Linked DNA regions of Sus scrofa: region 1 is linked to region 2. Evidence: chromatin contacts called from public HiChIP or PLAC-seq data. All regions are on one chromosome and are shown on one strand. Each heading gives the region's core, a stretch centred on a gene start, on an enhancer-like site or on the middle of the called end of the contact. The rest is flanking DNA. Distances are from core to core; before and after follow the strand shown.

What was found. HiChIP or PLAC-seq counts read pairs in DNA pulled down with a chosen protein or histone mark.
Region 1: a contact with region 2 is called in an H3K27ac HiChIP or PLAC-seq map of skeletal muscle. The contact joins two enhancer-like sites. A contact is called at or near these places in 5 of 47 Hi-C or Micro-C datasets (embryonic fibroblasts, epiblast stem cells, heart right ventricle and 1 more) and 1 of 2 datasets of contacts at active chromatin or transcription factors (skeletal muscle).

What each region holds. Positions count from the first base shown.
Region 1 is chr7:92,339,717-92,345,529 of Sscrofa11.1, forward strand. No RefSeq gene overlaps it. Among named protein-coding and RNA genes, the nearest start is that of ZFP36L1, 150 kb to the right of the region's middle. Within about 2 kb of position 3,490, at least 3 of the 83 cell types and tissues checked have an H3K27ac peak or open chromatin away from gene starts, as enhancers often do. A contact at or near this core is called in skeletal muscle, where this site is marked.
Region 2 is chr7:92,252,979-92,258,616 of Sscrofa11.1, forward strand. All of the region lies in intron 11 of RAD51B (DNA repair protein RAD51 homolog 2), which reads left to right. Among named protein-coding and RNA genes, the nearest start is that of ZFP36L1, 240 kb to the right of the region's middle. Within about 2 kb of position 3,198, at least 2 of the 83 cell types and tissues checked have an H3K27ac peak or open chromatin away from gene starts, as enhancers often do. A contact at or near this core is called in skeletal muscle, where this site is marked.

The sequences.
Region 1 (5,813 bases), core at 2,240-4,739, 87 kb after region 2:
CACATCCTCCCTGTCACTGATTATTTTCTATTTTGTTTTATTTTGTTTTGTTTGTTTGTTGGCTGTACCCATGGCATGGGGAAGTTCCTGGATCAGGGATAGAATCCGAGCCACAGCTGCAAAGTACGCTACAGCTGCAGCAACACCAAATCCTTAACCCACTGCACCACAGTGGGAACTCCTCGTTTTGTTTTTTGATGGTAGCTATCCTAGGAGGTGTGAAGCACCTGCTTGTTTTTTCGGTTTACCTTCTATTGCCAGTATTGTCACTGAAAACTTCAGACACAGACTCCTCTCCCATTCTCCTGTGTTGGAAATTTAGGATTCTTTTTCTTTCAATATCTTTGCTATTGTAAATAAAATTGTAACAGCCACTTTTACATAAATCTTTGCAGCATTTTGGGTTATTTCCATAAACAAGGATCGACAAATAAAATACAGGATTCCTATTTAAATTCAAATTTCAGATAAATGATGAATAATTTCTTTGTATCAAGTGCCCAAAATATTGCCAGGGACAAACTTATTCTTAAAAAGTATTTCCTATATACCTGAAATTCACATTTAACTGGGTATTCTATATTTTATTTGCTAACTATAGCAACCATATCATAGGTAGAATTCGCAGGAATGGAATTAATGGATCAAAATTGATGAACATTTTCAAGATTCCGGTTTTATATGGCCAAAGATCTGTGCAGTAAAATGGTGCCAGTTTTCTCTCCCCCAGCAGTAAATGAAAATGCCTGTTTCCTCGCAAAACTGGCAGCTTTGAGTCGCTTCATTTAAAAGTAAGCAAAACTCTGCTTCTTTGATAGGAAGAAAATGATCATTCACAAAGCTTTGATTATCAATGAAGGGGGCCCTTCCTTTCCAAGGCTGGCCTTTTGCACTTCCTTTTATATAAACTATGTGTTCCTGCCTTTGCTCATTTATCTTTTTGTTTTTCTTGTCAAACTGCATGAACTCTTAAAGGATAACAACTGTGTCTCCCACATTTTGCTGCAAATATTTCTCCCAGCTTGTTGTTAGGCTTTTAATTCAGCTTCTATAATTTTCAAAGTAAAGGCATTTAAACATTTCATGTAGTCAAATCTCTAGCTTTCTCAAGATCCTTCCACCTGCTTTGAGTCTCGAGTCCCTTCTCAGCTAGAGATTAGATATATCTATTCACTCGCATTTTTTTCTAGAAATCTCTATGGCTTCTTTTTACTGTGTGTGTGTGTGTGTGTGTGTGTGTGTGTGTGTTGGGGGGAGGTTGTTTGGTTTTGGTTTTTTACATTTAACTCTTTAAACCATTTGGAGTTTATTTGGAAATTATATGCAGTGGGTTTCTAACTTAATTTTTCTCTCAAATTTCTAATTTGTTTCGGCTTTATTTGCTGAATAAAATCCTCCCCTTCTCAATGATTTGTGGTACCTCTTAGTCTTATTCTTAAAGAAAGACCCACTTTTTAAAAAAAGGGACCTCATGTCATTTAATCATTCATGTAGTCAAATATTTGCTGAGCACCTTCTGCAGGTCAGGGACATACTTAAGATTTCTTCCAGGGAGTTCCTGTCATGGCTCAGTGGTTAACGAATCTGACTAGGAACCATGAGGTTGTGGGTTTGATCCCTGGCCTTGCTCAGTGGGTTAAGGATCTGGCGTTGCCATGAGCTGTGGTGTAGGTCGCAGACGCGGCTCGGATCCCGCGTTGCTGTGGCTCTGGCATAGGCCAGTGTCTATAGCTCCGACTCGACCCCTAGCCTAGGAACCTCCACATGCCTCGGAAGTGGCCCAAGAAATGGCAAAAAAAAAAAAAAAAAAAAAAAAAAAATTTCTTCCAGCATTAAAATTCTAAAGACAAAGGAACTTTAACTTATTCTCAAATCACTGGAGGAAATTGACATAATTTGCTTCACTGGTTGGTTTTTATTTATGTGTTTTACATTCCTTAGTTTTACTGAATCTTAATTTTCTTCATCTCCTTTCCAAGACTTTTACCTCTTATTGCTGTTATCCTGTCTTATTGCATTGGAAAAAACTTCAAAATGATTGTGATGTATTAAACCTATATAGTAAGAGTAATAGCTGACATCCTTATTTTATTTCCACTTTAAATGAGACTACTGCTAATGTTTTGCCATTAAGAATAATAGCCTTGGGATATATGTATAACTGAATCACTTTGCTGTACACCTGAAAGTAACACAAATCAAATATACACTAATGTAAAATAAAAATTAAATTAAATTGAAAAAATAAGGCGCTGAATACATAATAATAAAAAAAGAATAGCTTTGGCTTTTGATTTAAGATAAGAAGCATTTGCAGAGTTCCTGCTGTGGCTCAGCAGGTTAAGAACCTGACTAGTATCCGTGAGGATGTGGATTTGATGCTGCGTTGCCACAAGCTTCGGCGTAGTTTGCAGATGCAGCTCAGGTCCCGGGTTTCTGTGGTTGCGGCGTAGGCCAGCAGCTGCAGCTCTGATTTGACCTCTAGCCTGGGAACGTCCATGTGCCACAGGTGTGGCACTAAGAGGAAAAAAAAAAATTGAAAAAAGAAGCATGTTCACACTAAGAGATTTTTTTAAAAAAAGAAAAAGCAAGAATGATTGATTAATTTTATTTAATGTACTTTGTAGAACTGATTAAGGTTCTTGTGCCATTTTTATTTTTATAGTTTTCCATTTGAAGTGCAAGTACCGTTTGTTAGCCTTTAGAATTACATAAGGCAGAACTAAGGTGAATACATACGATCCCCACCACATTATATCATAAGGTACTTTTGTGAACAGCAACTCTGAACTTGAACTCTGTGTTAAAGTCTTGATTGCACATGCCTATTAATAAAAAATATTGGGGACCCCCCAAATATATACAAATATACACACACACACATATATATATAAATACATATATTTGTGGTGTTTTGCACTGTACTTTGCATAGTATATATACAATATACATTGTAAAATACAATAAATTAAAATTTTCAAAAATAAACATTCTGGTCTCTTCCCCTTACTCCAAAAAATCAGCTTGCACATACCCTATTTCGGAGACCATTCCTATAAAAGAAGAGTATTAGTGGGATATTTGGGGGTTCCTTCTACCATGGGCACTCACAGAGTCTTGTGAAAATTCTGCACCCTCATTTCTATCTGTCACCAAGGATAACAAATAATGCCCTCTGGAGCTTGAGCATGAAGAATTTTTTAAACTGGTGGGATTAAACTCACTTTTGGCAAAGGCACACACACACTCACACACACAGAGAAAAGCAGGTTATGCAATTCTGCCTGACCTTATGCAAGTTACGCAGCCTCTTTGGGACTCAGTTTCCTCATTACTAACATGGCAGGGTTAGGCTAGAGAGCTGCCAAGCCGCTTCTCGCACTGACATTTTGTGACAGTGATGTTGCTGGCAGCTTGGGGATGGTGGGTAATCAGATCTGCACATCACTCAGCCAGGCAGCTCTGACGTTAGGAAATCAAGCAGAGTCAGTCCTAGGTGGATGACCAGGAGCGCAGGGTGCACTCAGGCCGGTCCTGGCCATCCCCAGGGGCAACCCTGGCACCAGTCAAAGCAATGGGACCTGAAGAATTTGGAAATCTTTAGAAGGAATCAGAGAAAAACAACATAAGGACTAAAGCCTTGGAAAATGGATCCTCTGAGGAAAACTCACAGACATGGAATTCCTCAGGTTAGAGAAGGGCATTTAAGATGGATCGAGCCTCAAGCTCCTGGCATTTGAGCAAATGTTTGAAAGAGATTGTGACAGTCTCAGATGAAGTACTTTTGGGTGCAAAGAAGAGACCTATTCTAACTAGATCCCAGAAATCCACAGCCAGAAACACAAGTGTAACCAGGACTCCCGGGGACAGAAGGCTGTGGGGAGCTCGGCCAATGCTCTCTTAGCAACTTCATGTTCTGCATATTCCCCAAACCTCTGCTCTCCTCTTCTTACTCCCACTTTCCACTTCACGGCAGGAAGGTCAGCTTCCAGCCAGACATCTTGGCCCCCACTCCATAGCTACACTTTCAACACCCGTGACCATTGTCCATTGGCCCAATTTTTCCTCTTCCCAGTTTAGATGCCCCTGAAAGGATTTATTTATCCCAGCCCATCTTTTTGAGCCAGGCCACCCCAGTCGTTGGTCATCATTGGTGGGTCCCCCATAAGTGGACCCCCAACCCTGTTCCAATCATGTGAGGAGGGGAGATGAGTCATGTGTGTAGAACATGGCTGTTTAGGGCAGATTTCCTCAGATAGGCATGTGGGCAAACTGGCTGTGAGAAGCATCTTCAGCTCTTCAGCAAAGGGACCAATTGTCTTTTTTTTTTTTTTTTTTCCGCTTTTTAGGGCTACACCTATAGTATATGGAAGTTCCCAGCTTTGGGATCAAATCAGAGCTGCAGTTGCCAGCCTACATCACAGACACAGCAAAGTGGGATCCAAGCCACGTCTGAGACCTATACCGTAGCTCATGACTACACCAGATCCTTAACCCATGGAACAAGGCTAGAGATTGAACCTTCATCCTCATGGATCCTAGTTGGGGTCATAACTCCCCGAGCCACAGCAGGAACTCCCACCAACTGTCTTTTAATCTGACACTGAAATGAAAATAAAATAAGTCTGATCCTGAGCTCTTCTACGGAAGAAAAATGTAATCGCACCACTCAGGACAGTCTTTGAAATTATCTGGGACTCCTCCTGCCTCAAGGTGCTTTGACACAGGGCTCCCTGGAGGTGGTAGCCTGACCCACAGGGCCTCTGAGAGTCTCCTTTGGCCTGTTGGCCTGGAAGAATAGAAGGTCACTACCCCTGGTGGAGCCTAATTTCACCATCAAGCTTGGCTGATGGGAGATTAGCTATTTGAAGACTTTCCGGTATCTTCGGATTAAGCGGTAACCAGAAGATACCAGAAACCATCCAAGGACTTTAAGGACTTCCCTGGTTGGCTTGGCCTGTTTGCATCTATTCTGAATATCCAGTTTCTACCCAGAACCAATACCCAACTCAATTCCTCTGAGTCACTATCCTCCCATTCTTTGTTACATGTGGCTCTTCTGCTCAGCATCCTGCCCAGAAACCCCCATCCTCTTCCAGCACATAGAAAATAAGACATTCATGAACAAGTGGGTTCATGGCCTTTTCTTCTGTGCTGGCTTTAATCACACTACCAGCCTCATGTAGATGCAGGCAAAAAACCCAACCTCAAATGCAAGGGCCTTGAGAACATAGGGTTCAAAGGAGAGTAAGGCTTCATCTACCCAAAACACAACTACCCAGACACCTCACTATCTAAAATCAGACCAGAATCTGGAGATGAGCCAAGTGACATCTAAGTGGCCAGAATTATCTGCATAGGCGCATATTGGTTTATTTAAAGCAGCATATAATTCAAAGCAACTGTCCCCAGAGGACTAGATGAACTCTTACCCTCTCAGAAAGACTGAATCCCGTAGGAATAGAAAAGGCTGAATTCCTCACTCCTATTCTATTTACTTTTTGTTTACACAGAATTTTAACGAGTTTGCATGTCTGGTTTCTTAACCCAGAACAGGCTAAAAGAAGTTAGGCCATGAGGTCACTACAGGTAAAGTGATACGCTCCCTGATAAAAAGAAAACCCAGGAACCTCTCCCAAAAGCACCGTGATAGGGCCACACATATCGCAAAGGTTTGGGACCTACTGGAAAAGCAGCACAGGGCCTAAAGTTTATAAAAATTACTCTAAACAGAACCACAATGTTCAATTAAAATCAGTATCTTCTATCTTAAACCCTGGGAAGTATGCGACTGTTTTCTAGAAAGATTGCCA
Region 2 (5,638 bases), core at 1,948-4,447:
CCACACCCACCCTGCAGAGCAACCTGCTCCCTCCTGAGTTGTCCCTAAAAGCCAGAGCCAGATGGAGGATGGGGCCCAGGACAGCCAGAGGGCCCAGCAGAGGACGCCTCTAATTCTGCAAGGAGAGACGCCCCCCACCCCCTTTCCTGAGTGGCAGGGGCCTGGTGAGGAGGGAAGGAGGAGCCGGTGGAGGGAGCCCACAGCAGGGAGGGGATGCCCGGGTGGGGGTGGGGACACCTGAGAGGGCAGGTGGCCAGTAGCGAAACAGGGAGTGGCTGAGGGGTGACTCTAGTGTGAGGAACGGCACGGGAAACATCCCAGGGGGTTTGAGGGAAGGTCTGCCCTGAAATGCACAGCCTCGAGGAAGCCTGCAGGGGAGCCCAGGGCAGGCCTGACAGGCCTCTCTCTGAATGTGAGTCCATGTCCAAGGGGAGGCCACCAGAGTTCCCGTTGTGGCTCAGTGGATTAAGAACCAACTAGTATCCATCAGGATGCAGGTTCAATCCCTGGCCTTGCCCAGTGGGCTAAGGATCCAGCATTGCCGTGAGCTGTGGTGTTGGTCGCAGAAGCAGCTCGGATCCAGCGTTGCTGTGACTGTGGTATAGGCTGGCAGCTACAGCTCCGATTAGACCTCTAGCCTGGGAACCTCCATATGCCGCAGGAGCAGCCCTTAAAAAAAAAAAAAAAAAAAAAAAAAAAAAAGGACAAGGAGAGGCAACCGGTTTACGTAGGTTCCAGGCACAAGTTCAGTCTGTCCCCCCCATCACCTGCCATCCTCAGCCAGGCTCTTGAGAAGCCCCCAGCCCCCTCTGCTCACCTTCCGGCTTGTTTCCTGTCCCCACCTGACCTCTTCACACACCCCAGCTTCCTCACCACTTCCCGAGGAGGAGCCCCTGTGCCTTCCTGCCTCCCCTTCCAGGCCATTCTCAGGCGCTCCAGCATCTTCAGAGCAGCACCCCTGCCTCTACCCAAGCTCCTAAACCCTACCTGGTCTTCCAACCTCCTCCCAGAGCCTTCTTCATCTCTTCCAAGAAGCCTTTGCTGGGGGACCCTGCTAGCATCCTCAGTCCCCCCCACCCCCCCATCCTTGGATGTTTCCCATAAACCCCCTTGTATGGGGGGTCAGCATCTTGACTTAGCTGTTGCACCATCTATACTGTAAACAAGGACCAGGGATTACAAGTCCTTTGGTCCTGCACAGACAAATACCATGACATGTACATGGAGCCCCTTAAACCACGGCTGATTGAATGGACTTCCCAGGACCAGCCCAGGGCCAGGTTACTGGTGGAAGGGGCTGGTAGCGGAGGCAGTCAGCCTCCCAAACCTGCCTGCCGCCTTTGGTTCTGGTCCCTAGAAACAAGTCCCGTGGGCTTGAAGAATGACTCCTCCTGTCAGAGGGGATGCCCTGCAAAGGGTCCTGATAGCTCTTATTATAGGCAAAGTGGCAAAGGCAAGGGGACTGTTCTCAGCATTTCCTGCCTCTCAATTGAGTGAGGACAGACAGATGATTTATTGGGCATTTCCTAGCCTCTCCTTCACCATAGGAAACCAGTCTGAAAAAAAAAAAAAAAAAAGGTGCAAATTTTAAAAAGATGTGTGGCTGTTTTGGGGTTGGGGGGGGAAGAATTCCTGTATATCATTAAAGTGAAAAGAGAACACTCTCTAACAGCAGGAGCTCTGATCTAGAGGCATACTAACCATAAATCTCCACCAGCCCTTGAGAGCTCAAAGCTCTCAAAAAAGCTGTCCTGGTGCCGGGAGGGAGTGGGGCAAGGAGAGAAAGGCTGTGGAGTGTTGTCCTCTCTCATTTCCCTGTTTCCAGATGACCAAGCTTGGGCTTAGGATGGTGGCCACGTGCACTTTGCCATCAGCCGACACCATGGAGGGGTGTGGGGTGGGGATGGGGGGACGGGGGTGGGGGCCGGCTGTGAGTGCCTTCATAACCTGTCAGATGTTGGGTTTGGTTGGAAACGGTTAAATATCTCCATCCTACCCCTTCCCCTGAGAGAGAGAGAGAGAGAGAGAGAGAGAGAGAGCCAGGGATGGAGTTCTGAGAACTGCAGGCTCTGCAGATGCAAAACCTATTGAATACAAAGGCTTTGCTTCCCTTCCATTCTGCAGTGGGCATCCTGTTAGCTTCCCAGGGCCTCCCTCAGCAAGTACCACACACTGGTGCTTAACTGGGTGGCTTAAAATGATGGAAATGGATTCTCTCATGGTTCTGGAGGCTAGAAGCTGAGACTGGGGTGCCTGAAGGCTCTAGGAGAGGAGACTCCTTTGCTTTCCTAGCTTTAGGTGGTTGCTGAATGTCCTTATAGTTCCTTGGTTTGTAGATGCATCACTCCAAAGTCTGCCTCCATCTCCACATGGCCTCTTCCCTGTGTATGTCAGTCTCTATGTCACTACCCTTCTTATAAGGACACCAGTCATGTTGGAATAAGGGTCCACCCTGCCCTAGTAGGAGCTCATCCTAACATAGGTACATCGGCAAAGACCCTATTTGCAAAGAAGGCTTATAGTCACAGGTTAAGACTGCACTGTAGCGTTTGGGGGACACAATTGAACCCACAATAGGAATCAAAGGTTTATTGCCCATGGTTTTTTTTGGAAAGCCTTAGGTAACTCAGGCCCTGTGTGTGTGTGTACATACATATCTGTATATGTGATTTGTCTTTATATATGGTGTTTATATATACACATAAATATCTACACACATATATATGCATATTATATTGACATACGTACACATATAAATACCTATAATAGGTATTTATAATTTATATGAATACTGTCTATTTGTATTCTATAGTGTCATACGTATGTATGGCATTATAAAAATACAAATGATAGGTATATGTGCTTTATGACACAATGTAAGTAAATATATATGACTATTTATCTATGGCACTATATAAATACAAATCATAGGGACCGTTCTGAGCAATGCCCTCATTTTTTTGATCTGGAGAAGAAGACTGAAGCTAAGCTGTTCCCTGTGGTTTTCCCACTGAAGAGATGGTGGGAAAGGGCTGTGTTGGTCCAGGCTGGACTCTGAGAAGGACTCGGGCATGTGGGATGGACAGAGGCGCTGTCTGTCCAGTGGGGTGGCCCCAGTGCCACAGAGCAGCCACCCTGCTGGCCCTGTTGCGTTCCCTCCTACTCCTCTGAGAAAACCTGGACGCAGAGATGGGCACAACTATTTCTGGAAGAAGCAGCTGGCCTCTGTGCACCGGAGCTTCCCCACACTCACGCCATCTCCCTTCTCTAGCTCCTCCTTGTCCCACTTTTTTGACTAACAGTCACATTTTCACTTGAGTGACTTGCACAGAGCATGCCCAGCTGTTATAGGTGGTCCCCAAAATAGCACCATTTTCCCTCCAAATGAGCTGAGAAATTATTTTCACGGAGGTCCTCCTACATGCCAAGTTTAAAGCACTTTGTGTTCGGTCGTTTTGGAGTTGTTGGTGAGTTGAGGAAAAACTCTTCCTTTTCCAGTTTTATAAAGGATTTTTTTTTTTTTCATTTTCTCAAACTCCAAACTAAAGGCTTAATCTCACGTTCTGGACCCTGTGGCCTGCCCAAGATATCTTTCATTAATGAACTGAGGACTCGGGGGTTTCTTGGGAGCTGCCTCCCTCCTGTGCCTTTGAAAGTGACCTTGGAAGGGGCGCAGCCTCTGCCCCAGGTGGCCTACCTGGGCCTCCCCCTGCTCTCGCCACTTCCAAGGCTGCCTGACTTCCCTTCTCAGAGCCCTGGGGCCTGATTTCCTTTCCATCCTGCTTTCTGGGATCATCCAAAAGGAAATGGCCAGGCACTCAGGAATGCCTTTTAAAATGGGGTTCTGGAGCCATTCTGCTTGGAACCTTTGCTGGGCGGTTTTGGCCAGGCCTTCGCCTCTCCGGGACATGCAAATGCACTGGCAGAGATATCGTGCAGCCTCCTCCACCTTCCTTCACCGCTCCTCACTCCCTCTCACCCCAGCTTCTGCACTTGAAAACCCCCGTGCCTATACCCAGATGAACTCGGAGCTCTTTGCACAGGGCCCACCGGCTCCGCAGCCTCTGATGGACGTGAGGCAGAGTCCAGCCTGACACTGCCTGCTCTCTCTATGGCCATGTTCTGCTCATGATCAATACATCCTAATTACAGAAAGCCTAAACTGTGGGCCTCAAACTTTGGGAGCCTTAGAATCCATTGGTGAGCTTGTTAAAAATGCAGATTTCAGAGTTCCCTGGTGATTCAGCCGGTCGAGGATACAGCATTGTGATTGCAGTGGCTCGCGTCGCTACTGTGGCGCAGATTCCCTGGCCCAGGAACTTCCTTCTGCATGCTACGGGTGCAGGACCAAAAAAAAAAAAAAAATTTCCAGCCCCATTGCTGGGAATCTTATTGAGATTTCTGGCAGAGCCTTGGAATCTGCATTCTTGAAGCAACCTAGAGTATTCCAGTGCTGGTCATCTAGCAGCCACCCTTGGAGAAATGTGGCTTAATCCTTGGTCAGGCTGGCTTACTTGGGGCTTCTACTCTGCAACACACTGCCCAGGCCACATGGGGCAGTGACAAGGAGGAAGTAAAGACCAGGAGTGTGAGGGTACAGACTGAGACACAAATATAAACCAGGTGGACGTGGGCTTGGGCCCAGGGAGCTGGGTGGAGGAAGGGTAGTTCCAAATGTGACTGCACAGGGATCAGCACTGCAGGGCTCCATGTAGAAACACTGCTGGGACAGTGATTAGAGTGACCTTGTGACCTTCTGCCGCCAGTGCAGGTGCTAGAAGGACCTTCTCCTGTGTGGGGGACAGGCTGTGAGGCTAGATGGCAGACATCACTCCTATATGCCATATCCTGAGGAGGGGAGCTCAGCTTCTCCTCAGAGGCAGCCCAGCATGGAACTTAAAAGCACTGGCTTTGGTCTCACCCTGCCTGGGTCATTGTCACTTGTCTAATCTCCCTGGGCAAACTTGAGAAGGCTACACACCTGCTTTCTCTGTACCTGGGTTTCCTCCTCTGGAAAAGGAGGACAATAATACCCAATTCCAAAGATTATCTAGAGGATTAAATGACATTATATGCACAAGGTTCTGAGCAGTCCTGGAAGTAGTAAAGGTTCCATGAACATGGGCTACCACCTTTGTTCTCATAGCTGCCCCCTGCCTCGCCGAACAGCTCTGAAGCTGCTTTTCATAGAATCAGACCACATGAGTGATTTGGATAGTCCCTGAATATCTTTGTCCCCTTGTTCCCAGAAAGCCTCTGGTTTTCCCTTTTCCTCCCTCTGAAAGCCCTTGACACCCTACAAGGGCCAGTTTGGAATAAGCAACACTTACGAATACATCCGCCTTCCTCTCTAAGTGACCCCAGCGCACAGGCCATTTACAGCCTTCCCAGGGTTATTGAAGGAAGCGCTCAACAGATGGGGACCAGAACCCTGCAACCGAAAACACTGGTTTTGAATTCCAAACCTCTGCCCTGATGAGGGCTCTGTGATCTACAAGGTGAGATAGGGAATTTAAGGTTGGAATCGAAGGCTCCCAAGGAGATGGAGAAAGGAACATCACATACGCAGAGGACCAGACAGCACCCAGTTAATCCCCCTGCACCTTTGCGACGCTGGCTGGGGTAACTGCTGTGCTGG